Regions from separate parts of the Gossypium arboreum genome. Here region 1 is linked to region 2. Evidence: chromatin contacts called from public Hi-C data. All regions are on one chromosome and are shown on one strand. The core of a region is the stretch at or near the end of the contact, and the rest is flanking DNA. Distances in the headings are between cores, read along the strand shown. Region 1 holds the start of LOC108482245 (probable trehalose-phosphate phosphatase J). Region 2 holds the start of LOC108480247 (glutathione S-transferase F8, chloroplastic-like).

Region 1 (6,335 bases), core at 3,591-6,090, 520 kb before region 2:
TTGCCATTATCGACGTTAAGTATAACACTTTTTTTTAAAGAAAATGTTTAAGTAAAACATTAATTTTTTTTAATGATTTTGGCATGGGAACCTACATGGCAATCTATAAGTACTTCATGCTAACATGACATTATTGTCTTATATGTCATGTAAACAAATAATTTAAAAATTATGAAAATATTCAAAATTTTAAAAAAATATAAAAATCCATAAAAACTAAGAAAAATTAACATAAAGTACATGCGGATTGTCATGTGGGCTACCATATTTAAAAGTTTAACTTTTTAGTCAATATTTTTTTGTTAAAAAATAACGATTCAACTATTTTTAAAATATTGATGATCAAATTTTACTCTTTTTAAAAGGTTGAGAACCAAATTGACAAAAAATGTAAACGATAAAAGGCTAAATTTATCTTTATCCCTAAACAATTTAGTGTTTGAAAATCTTTCTTGTTGTTAACAAAACAAGCGTACAAATCTTTGAATGAGTTATGATTTGCACACAAGGTTTAAACTCCAAACATAATGGAACGAAGCATTTGCCATTAAATCACTAACATGTTAGCATAATTGATATTTGTTGTTGATATGATAATATTCATTACGTTTATAATTACAATAAACTATATGTACCAAAAGAGAGAGAGAAAAGACAGTAATAAAATAAATCCGAAGAGCATTAGGAGACCACTTTTGAATCTATTCCACTCTAGATTTCAGTCCAAAATCAGGGGCTGGAATATCCCTTTTTTTTTTTGACCTTTCCCTTTATTAAAGATGCTGATGGAATAAGAGATTTTTCGTAAAACATGGTTGTTTCATAGACATGTATGTAATTATAACCCCTAGAGATGAGTTGAAAGCAAGGTGCGAATATAAGGTGGCAACCTACAGGTCAATAACACTCGCATCTATTTATCCTGAATTGATACGGTAATAATGCAACCATTTAGAGGCTCGTCACTCATTTTGTTACCTTCTATAAGAACTTTCAAGACTCTATATATACCCTCAAATATTCCTTTTTTATCTTTGCGAATTTTATAATTTATTCAAAGTTTTGTGTGCATACATATTCTATAATTTTCAAAGGCAATGAATATAAGTTAAATTTTCATTTATTTTTAAAGGTTTCACGTATGATTTTAATCTTGAGCTTTTATTATTATTATTATTATACCTCCATAAATAAGAACATGTGGCCGATCAATAGGTCACCTGATGGATGTACTCCACCTGCCACAAATCGAGAGGCTGCTAGAAGTTTCACTCCTCATTTTAGTCACTTAGCCTTTTGTTAAAGATATGATCGTTTTAGTCACTAAACCCCTTGTAAATTCAATTGCTCCGTACCTTTAATCAAAATGAATAACATGGTATATCTTGTCACAAACATTCTTGTCCCATTGAAGACATCCACCCCTACTTATCCTACAATGATGGCTCGATTACAAGTCCAATACATTAATATTATTTTGCACAGGACCTCACCTATAAAGAGCCCCTAAAACAATGAAGAGAGGACCCGCTCTTGAATATACTTGCCTATACTTTGCCAACTTACCTTCAGCACTCCAACACATTAATATTATTCTGCACAGGACCTCACCTATAAAGAGCCCCTAAAACGATGAAGTGAGGACTAGCTCTTGAATATACTTGCCTATACTCTGCCAACTTACCTTCAGCACTTAGTCTTCATACTTTCTTAACCTCTAGTCTCTATAACTTCCAACTCTCGGTCCCAATTGGGTGAAATGGCCTCCATCAACACTACTACACCCTCCTCTTTATTTCTTTCTTGTTGTACCTTTGTATCAACAATTATATATTTTTGTTTTATATTCCAAATACTTCGTGTTTTTTTATCAAATTCTTTCACTTTCAAAAGACTATAAATCTTCTCCACCCTCCCTCAGTTAGTCCTTTTACAGTGTTCACTCAGTTAAATACCAAACTGCCTGTCCACTAATGAAGTGACAAAGGCAGCGTTCTTTATAGAAAAAGCTAAAAAAAAAAGAACTTATTCACAGACAAGGTTGGATAATAGCTGAGAAATTTGGCCCCAAAAAAGAAATTAGATTAAAGTTAAAAGCATAAGCATAAGCATAGGCTTAGCTTCTTATTTTGAGTTAACAAAAACAAAAGCAATAACTTAAAATTAAATTTGCAGATGCATATGCTGAGTATCTGAAATTTAAGTGGTAAGTAGCGCATCAGACTTTTTAAATCAATTTTCAATGAATATGCTTAATATTATAATTCCCTTCCACGAGAAAACTTTATATTCATCACAGATATAGTGAAAATGAGATAGTTTTGTTTTTTATGTTATTCGTATTCAAGTGTTATCGTCCAATGTAAGTAAACATTAGATATGAGTATGTTCAATCATTTTTTAGACTAGGCATTATAATTGCTGAACCATTTCTCAATACTTATATTTGAATATACATCCAACATAAATATTAAAAAAAATTAAATGAAGAACCAAAGCAACGTAAACTTTGCTTTTGTTAATAAGAGGGATAAAGAGATAAACAAGGAGAGTAACATTTCTATGCATAATAGACGAATTATGAAGCTACAAGTCATAACCCTTGTACCATGCTAGTTACAAGATGTGCGAGGCCTTCAAGCCTAAAGATACAATACATGTATTATATATATATATATATATATATTCTTTTTTTTCTTGTTCATTTTTTTTTATCTTAACAAGAATTTACTACATAATTTCGTCCCAACCCTTTATATTTCTTTTTGCTAGGGTGGACAAATGTTTTTCCATATCTTCCTAACTTTTAGATTTTGAATTAAGCTCCCATAGATAATTGTTTCCATTCAACCAGACGCCGTAAAAAATCCATAACCTGCAAGAAAGGAAAGATTATGATAAGTTACCAAAACAAAAATAAAATAATACTTGTTTGTGCTAGTTTTGGAACTTACCTCATCTGGTTCTTGTAAAGAATATGATGCATTGGTGTCTTTGGGGTACTTTGAGACAAGAATTCCGAAACCTTGTCCTCTGTCTCTCAATATCTAATAACAATGGGGAAAAAAACACCACTGTTAGCACAAGATCTACAAGTTTAATAAAGCAAAGACATGCCTTGTCCTTAATTTTGAGCATTGGATACCTTAAATGCATCTTCATCTGTGCGATCATCTCCAATATAGACAGGGAAAACATCAGTACAGTTTGCGAATCCTATAAAAAGATGTTTATAATAACTGTTAGTACATCATCCCCTCAATGCATCAAATATTATTTATATTAAAAAAAAAAAAAAAAAAACAACTTACCAAGAGATTCTAATAAAAATTCAAGGGCTTTCCCTTTGTCCCATTTAATAGTAGGACGGATTTCAAGAACCTTTCTGCCTTGAGTTAGTCGTAGCTTGGGGTACTCCTTTAAAACTGACTTAACCTGTTGTGCCAGTCCACTCCATTTCTGTTGTTTTGAAGCAAAGGGTCAAGTGCCAATAAAATAGTCGGAATAATTCTAAGTTAATAATTGTAATTTGGCTTTTTTTTATTACCTTTTCATCAACACAACGGAAGTGTACAGAGAGACAGAACTTGTTGTTCTCCACCTTAGCTCCTGGAGTTGATTTGGTGGTCTCAACCAATTGTTTGTAAACCTCGTCAATCATGGGAAGAAATTCACTTGCTGGTTGGAAAAGAACATGTTCTGTCACTTTGTCAGTTTTGGAACGTTTCTCTGGCCCTTTAATGTCCATGCCATGACTTCCAGCGTAGTACAGTTCAGCTAATTTCACAAATTTATACACCTACAATTTGCAAAAACAATGAAAAAAATATATTTAAGTTCGGGGGAAAAAAGTTGGTATTTTTTTTTTTTAGAATAAAATTTGTGGCCTGGAAATGTACCTTGTCTCTGCATCTGCCACTCACTATAGCAGTAGGAAAACACTTTGCTAGCTTTCTCACTGTCTTTCTCATCTGGTGTACATAAGCATGAAAAAGTAAGTATTGATGAAAATACCCAAAAGGGTTATACAAAGGTTAACCATAGTTTTATATAAGACAAATAGGCAACCTTGTTGGACATGAAAGCTCGATCTGGATCCTCAACAATTGGTGAAAGTGTGCCATCGTAGTCCAGAAACATTATTATTTGTTTCCCTTTCGACGCATCTATTATCTGCTCAAACATCTCCAGGGCAGATGGATGGTGTAGCTACAAAACAAATCAGAATCTTTATTGGGTTGAAGAAAGAGCAAGCCCATTTTTATTGAAGGATTGAAATAGCTTTAGAACTTACATTCCAGGCACCTTGATCATCAGGTGTGGATTTTATATGAGTTGGTGAAGAAGCTCTCATGGAATCAACCCATACACTGGCTCTTGCCCCAGCATTGATTTCAAGGTTGTGAAGCAACCTCTTTGTTGAAATGGAGATATAACCATGGGGTGCTGGCGGCTTTTGAGCTGATACCGTCACTGTGATTGACATGTTGAGGACAGATTTTGCATCAGTCATTATATTTTGACCACCACCACCTATATTCTTTGCTCTCTCTTCTAAGAAACTCACTATAACAAAACAAAGCATTTTTAGCAAAAAGCTGCCTTAAAAACTAAAAAGCCCACAGTTCTCAATAGGTCCCCAAAATACAGAATAACAACAATAAAGAACTTACCCATTTGTGGATATTAAGGTGTCTAAAAAGAACCAAGTGTTAAGATGTTAATGTGAAGGTAAAGAGGAGGAGATTTGAAACAGAGGAGTCTACAGAGTACTCAAAGGAAGAATAGGCAGAGAAATAGGGAGAAGAGAATGTATGTGAGAGAGACAGAAGGGGATTGAATGCCCATTTTATAGCAAACCAGACACAAAGCGACGAAACAAACTAAGTATGCCTCTCTCCTAAATATGGGACCCACCGTCCTCCATGACCATATCCTGAGTTTTTGCTTTAAGGGGCTCCACCGCCACGTGGTCCCACAGCCCAAATCCCATGCCTTTGTTAAAACAGCCGTCTTTAGCCTTAGCAGTGTGAAGTAAAAAGGCAGTTTTAACAGGCTGCTAGCAGTTATGCCATTTGGACCATAGCCTTGGACGGCTCGCATCATATGGGTTTGTGCCACCTGTGCTCACCAAATCGCATCAATTAGCTTGTTAGGTCTGTTCTTTAGTTCTCTATGCAAAAGTTTTATTATATAAATAAATCTTCTTTAAAACTTCACATGAAGCTAGTCAGTATATCTAATTTGATCCAATAGAAAATTATTGCTGTGTTTCTATTGGCTGAATCTAGTCCAGTCTTGAAAATTGAGACAGAACAGTGCCCAGCTCTGCCCAATGTTGGGGCTCATTTAATTAATTAATTATTGTTTATAGTTTATCCTCATTTTCTCTGCTCTTTTGTTTCTGTAAGTGGAAGCATCAGTCGATTACCATTACTTGCATGCCGAGGATGTGATTTACGGTACGAGATTCTATATATCCCTCGCTTACTCAACTTGTTCAACAATTTTCGATTAATTTCAACATAATAATTTGAGATTCACAAAGAAATTTCCTAACATGGGTTTAATCTAATCAAACAATCAAAAGTAACACATGTTTAATTCAAGAAACGGGGAATTGATTCTTCAACCCCTTTGACTGGAAGATGTTTTGAATCTCATATTATTCTGTACAAGAGATTCTTATATTAAAATTTTCTTAATTCGCTGTGGTTCTTTTATTTCTTAATTAAGTTAAAAAAATTTGGTATTTCACGACAAATACATCTGAAATAGAAAGATTGGAGAATCAAAGTCAAATCCCGTAATCAACAATCAATGTAAACGGTCCAAGTCTACAAACAACACATTGCTTTCTTCTACCTATTTTATCTAGGGATGTTGCTAAGTGAACTGAATTATACTCAAATTATGCATACTTTTAAGATAAATATTCCATATTTGGAGTTTTGGAATATTCGGACCGTTTCTTTTTCCTTTTGCTAGGCAACCGATTTTCTTTTAATTAAATATTAATTATTAGGTTAAATGATGCTATTAGGCCATGCACTATATGTAACTTGCAAATTTAGTTTCCATGTGACCCAGTTGTTGGATCTGTATATAAAATACCATATTCCGTTGTCGAAGTTACTTACTTTTTTATCTTGCTTTATCAAAATGGAAACATAATGGTAAAATTATTTTATAAAAATTTCGAAAACATTTTTGCCTATTTTATGTAAAAAAAAAAAAAACCTTACAAAATTTAGATTTCACAATATATCAACATTTAAATCATCTACCAAATCAATTCCCAACACTTAGATTTTTCAAAACATACTAATAAACTA
Region 2 (6,009 bases), core at 2,464-4,963:
ATATATTAAATTTTAAAAATAAGACATTAAATATTCACTTTCGTCCTTAAAATGATGGCTCTTTAAATGTATAATTTTACCTTACCAAAATTATCCTCTTGAAATCATTAAACAGTTTGGTGATTTGGCTAAAAATCAGCCATGGTTAATTTTCAATTAAGCCATCGCATGCGTTGGGATAGTGCTTGTCAGCTGGGAAGAACATAATGCTTATCTGCTGGGAATCGGCGGTTTACAATGTCTAGATGTGCTCAGAGTATTGGGTTTAGGCTAGTAGCTCAAACAGTTTTAGCCCAAAGCTCTTACTCTTGGGTTGGCCCATCCTCATGAATCAAAGTATTTGACTTAGAATTTCCAAAATCCAGTGAAGCATATCGGCAACCAGTATCCTTTCCGCTTGGTTTTGGGCGATTAGCGTCAGCATAGTGTATGAATGGAGTCAGGGGCGAAGGAGGAAGAGAAGGTGATGGGATACAACAGCAGAAACGTGAAGAAAGCGGCGTTACATTCAACATTGACCGCACTCCTTGACGATCCAATTCTCGCCGATGTCCCTAAGAAACCCAGTTTGTCCGATGTCGATACCCTAATGAACCTTGAATTGGGGAGTGCCATGTGTATCTCTATCCTGAAATTAGATGGAACTTCCTTCGGTACACTTCGAATGCTCTTTCTCTCTCTCTCTCGCAGCTAGGCAGGCCTTTAGCCACATATAATTTGTGTTTGAAATTGAAGTCGGTACTTATTTGGATTGGCTTTCCTTGGAATTTGAAGATGTTGCGGTGATGAATTCAGCCACGATGAAAGACTTGAAGCTCGCAATCAAGAAGAAAGTGATCGAGTTAGAGCAATCCAAGATGGGTCATCGACACATTTCATGGTTTATCATCTTGTTTATGCTCTTAAACCACCCTCACATTACTCGGTGGCATTTTGATGTATTAGAGAGAAAAAAAAAAAAAACTTCAGAGTAATTACGTTTACTATAAAGTTCTGTTTTTGAAGGTTAATTTTTTTTTTTTTTTGTGGTTATAGGAGGCACGTTTGGGCTAATTTCTGCCTAGCACACCACAATGAGAAGCTCCTTGATGATGGCGCTGCACTTCAGGATTTTGGTGTTAGAAATAATTCTCAGGTCTTATATTTGGGCCCTTCACTTTTTTGGAAATGTTTTTTTTTTTTTTTTAATAATCGTTCTTTTCTCGTTTCCTGCTTATGATCTCACCCTGGAGCCTTAACATCCATTGACCTTGCAAATATCAACTTGAACAGGATTCATATGCTAATGAATTATGAGAATCCATCATCCCAAGTAGGTTTTTATAAATATCATTGAGAGGAATCTTAACTTAAAATTGATCTCGAAAATTGGCTCTCATTTACAATTACTGGGGCTATAATGTCTAGCAGCAGGCGGCATGTAAAATTATAAACATGAAGAATTTCTCCTAGGATGTTATGATGTGTATTGCAGGTACATTTTTTACCCTATGTTGTCTCAAAAGGTTCTGGGAGACATTCTAAGAGGAGAAAACACCGCTTCTTCCTTGGCCTGAACAAGCAATCATGATGACATTCAATCATTGAGGCATCCTGTTTTCTGAGCCAACTCATTCCACAAATTCAATGTTCCATAGCAGAGTAAATGTGGTACAAGTACATTAATTTCTAGTTGACATTTTAAATAAATTTTAAAGCTCTTCTAATACTAAATTATTAATAAAATTAGCTTTATCATATCTCGGATTCTCAAAACCAAATACATTAATCACGTCATCATCTCCAAAAGTACACAACAAAGGCAATAACAAGAAGGAATTACAGCAAATCCCTCATAGAGTTCAACAATAAGAGTAGCATGTAGGAAAAGGCGAGCAAACAGAGCAAGGCTGTATCAACTGCTGTGCTTCTGCATATCAACTACCTTTTTCCAGGAATCACGGCTGGAAATCTCAGCCCACCACCTCCCTACATTTTTCTTGGAAGTGAAGAGCTCACCCCTGTCAGTAGCATTCACCAAATAATGTGTGTTAGGCAAGTGGGAAAGATCTGCCAATGAAAACTCATCCCCGGCCAAGAACCGACTTTCTCCTAGCCTTTTCTCGTACACCTCCAGCACTTTAGCCAGCTTATCGTGGTTTTGGTTGATCAAGGATTGGTCTTGCTTAATCTTCATTCGGGGTGCAAATGCAAGTTGGAATACCAGAACTGAGCTTGGGGGGTTAAAGCTCTGCCCTTCTGCCTCCAACCATTGATCTATTGAAGCTTTCGCCAACGGGTTGCTCCCATACAATCCCTTGTTCCCCTTCTCTGCATACTTTTCACATACATACCTACAAATCGCCCGTGACTCTACAAAATTCAATTTCCCAAATCAAAATCTTAGCCACAATACTCAAAACAAAAAGTACCAACCACAAAATGCAAGTTTGGGAATGATTGATTACCAAACAGGGAGGTGCTTTCGTCTTGAAATGCCGGTACTTGACCAAAGGGCTGTCGAAGCCAACAATTAAAATAGTTTAGTTCAATTTCAGGAAGCAGATAATTCATTCATGTATGTATGTACCTGGATCTTGAGGAAATCAGAACTTTTGTGCTCTCCCTTGGACATGTTAACGGGAATAAGCTGGAATTGAACATCTTTCTCAATGAGACAAGCTAAGACCCTAGACACAGCAGTAGACAATGGGGGGCCATGCACTTTCACCGGAGTTGCCATTTGGAAGTGCCGTCTACTTTGTCCTGCGTTAACACTCTCCACCCATATAAAAGGAACTTGCACCTAATCCACTACCCACTTTATCCCTTGCTTAACGAGTGGAGTTAAGTGGGTCCACCTAGGACATAATCTCATAAAGAGGGTGTTTTGTATCTACAGCATTATAGGCTCCACTGGGCTAAGTTTGGGTCTTGAAAATACTTCAAGACATGGACTACAAAGAGAAATATTGGCTGTTACTCTGGAAACCCTTCGCTCTGTGATTTTTGTTTTCCTTTTATGTTTTTATTATGCTTTTGGTTCTATTGCTTTATCAAAGATACCCGCGGGCTTATGTCGGTTTAAATCTTACAACTATCATTTGATAAGTGTTTGCATGCATCTTCTCATAGACAGTTACAATAGATGCTCACAACGGTACATAATAACTAATTAGGTTATGATGTTGGTAAAAAAATAATTTATGTAAAAGTAAAAATAAGCAAAGTTTTAGTTGAAATGATAAAAAATACGCATTAAAGCTGCTGATCCACTACATATATTATGTTGCTCCACTTCTACCTATTATTATTACAGCGTACAATGGCATTGGTACCTTTGTCTTTAAACGTTAGGAAGGTAAATCTAATAAGAAGAAGTTTACCTTGTGTATCTCAGATGTTGCTTGTAAATGATAGTTACATTATCAAATGCAATAATATATAGCAAGCCCCCAAACATATACATTTGATGGAAATTCTGATTCAGCTCCTCCAAATAATGTCACTCGTTTTCATTCAAAGGCTGACAAAATGCTGTTGAATTTCCACCATTCTGGAGGGTTTTGTAAGAACGGTAGTAGCTGCATCTCCATGAACGAACTTACAGCTACTGCCGTTCTTACACCCTTCAGCAAAGTACAAATAAGGCTTCAGGTCTTCACCCCGAGAAAATCTGCCGATGGAACCCACTGCGGCGGCCAAGTCGTTTGGGTTTTGCTGTGGGTGTGGGGTTGGGATGAAAGGGTGTTTAAAACGGGAGGAAGAGCCATTGCAATTGAATGGCTAGCAGGCGTGTTAACTGAAAATGGAAAAACCAATCAAAAGGAAACTTAACTGAAAAAGGAAAACAAATCAAATGGAGAAATGAGATACAGACGCTGGAAGTGGAATAAGAGTTGTTGGCAATCAACGTCTATCTTTTTAATACTCTCATTTGACCCCTCAACTTTCATCTCATGTACAATGCGGTACCTATAAGCCCAAATTGATACCTGTACTATTCTGCTGTGTATGAATGTACCCAAAGGCTATCACATTGTTTAATTTACACATTGCATTCACAACAATGAATGAAATATGTCTTGGTTTTGAATTTTGAATATATTTTTACATGTGGATTAAATTTGATAAATTTCTTTTATTTTTATTTTTAAGAAATAAACAAAACTTAAAAAAACTAAACAAAAACTAAAACTTATCTATTGAAAATTAAACGGTAAAAATTATATTCAAAATCTAAAACCTATCATATAATGACACGTGTAAATTAAATAATGTTGAAGCTTTGGTTACATCAATATATGGCAGAATAGAACATTCGACATTTTCTTTATATATGTACTATATCAGAAGAAAATTTAAGTGCAAACTATTATATTAACCTAAATACAAACTTTTAATCTCCTGTTCGCTTGAAATTAGAAATAATCCAAATATTAGCCCAATTTTGAAGCTTAATATAACAAAAACTCATCTAAAATAATTTAATAATCAATTTCAAATGTGCCCTTAATTGAATGTAAAAAATCAATTTCTGTGTAAGCCCTTAATGGTGTTACTTCACCATGTGGCAAGTCAAGAATGTGCCACATGGCAATATATATATATATCCTCTTTAAATTTCTTAAAAATCATAAAAATTATAGAAAATTGTACAAAATATAAAAAATAAATATTAATAGAAAATTATAAAACTATATGATTACGAAAAATATAACATATTATAAAATTATAAGAAAAACTATTAAACACATTAAAACTAAAAATATTATAAAAATATAAAAGAAATGATAAACATATGAAAAAAATTAATAAAACCCAAAATTTTCTAGATTTTAAATCTTATTCTTTTAATACTAGTTACCATCAGCCATTGGCTCGAAAGAGTTGGAAGATATCAAACAATCTACTTTTTTCAAAAAATCACCACGCTAAACCGGGACAATGTGTCCTCATCCAATTTTCTGACTTCAACTCTTAATGGGTGTTAAATTTAAAAAATATTTTTAATTTTCCATTTTGATTTTTATTTTATACTTGAAAGAAGATAAATAAATTGGAGATTTGTCATATCTATCTAGACTTAGACACGTGTCATAATAACATGCTATTTCAGAAGGGCACATAATCATCTTTTCGACTTCATTCGAGTGTATTGATAACTAGTCATCCCGAATCCCGTAGCCTTGGTATGGGACTTACAATATCCACTACCTCTCCGAGGACATATACTATTCATCTCTTCCGTTAATGGAAATCATTAGCTAAATAGTTTGACTGTTAAATAGAAGCCAGCAAAAATTATCACGTGACAGTATATTGACGTGTCTGCTTAGCAAAATTAATTTTTTTTTAAATAATTAAAATGTGCATATGTAAAATGAATTTAAATAACCTTATGTCTAAATTCATTTTGGATGAGTGTGAAACTAAAAAAATCAAAAGTTATAAAAAAATATATATTAAAAATATAATAAAATTCTAATATATATTCCAAATGTATAAAAACTCAAAAAATAATTATTTATTAAAAGTATATAAAAAATCATATTGGATATACATATGCTGAACTGATTGAATTATTTCCTTCAAATTAGTTGCATGTAATGACGGTTGGTGTTGAGAATCAAAACTAAGCAATTACAGCAAAATCTTAAGCTTTAAGCTACAGTGGCTTGCTGAACAAACAAGAAAATCAATCTAGAAGAACAAGAATAGATTGCTTAGCTTAAACTAGAAAATGAGGAGAAAATTTGTTGAATGATTCATCATCATATATGAAAAAGAACAAAACATTACATATAACAAGTAATTAACTTGTCAAAAGGAAGAAAATGTCACCTAAACACACCTAACTCCACTAACAATGTCTTGAAACTTATAAAATATTGCTTGCACACTTGGTTAAGTTGATTTATCAAATATATCAGCACCAAATTACAACAAATTCATTACAAACTTAGTTCAATTCTAACTAAGCAAAAAAACATCATCAAAACAACAAAATGACAGTTGTATGGGCTTCAG

What was found. Hi-C and Micro-C count contacts between places; a contact is called where the count stands out from the background.
Region 1: a contact with region 2 is called in a Hi-C map of leaf, with 7 times the contacts expected there. The contact joins the promoter of LOC108482245 here to the promoter of LOC108480247 in region 2. A contact is called at or near these places in 2 of 5 Hi-C or Micro-C datasets (both in leaf).

What each region holds. Positions count from the first base shown.
Region 1 is chr11:60,229,456-60,235,790 of ASM2569848v2, reverse strand. LOC108482245 (probable trehalose-phosphate phosphatase J) reads right to left here and starts at 4,840. Exons shown (of 9, transcript XM_017785359.2): 1 at 4,674-4,840; 2 at 4,295-4,566; 3 at 4,069-4,209; 4 at 3,900-3,971; 5 at 3,548-3,799; 6 at 3,312-3,459; 7 at 3,146-3,216; 8 at 2,955-3,047; 9 at 2,500-2,875. The coding sequence starts at 4,677. The coding sequence ends at 2,819.
Region 2 is chr11:59,713,549-59,719,557 of ASM2569848v2, reverse strand. LOC108480247 (glutathione S-transferase F8, chloroplastic-like) reads right to left here and starts at 3,713. Exons shown (of 3, transcript XM_017783160.2): 1 at 2,570-3,713; 2 at 2,448-2,496; 3 at 1,714-2,352. The coding sequence starts at 2,722. The coding sequence ends at 1,895. It overlaps LOC108480248 (U11/U12 small nuclear ribonucleoprotein 25 kDa protein-like), which reads left to right and starts at 81. Exons shown (of 4, transcript XM_017783162.2): 1 at 81-653; 2 at 775-880; 3 at 1,036-1,135; 4 at 1,475-1,986. The coding sequence starts at 434. The coding sequence ends at 1,570.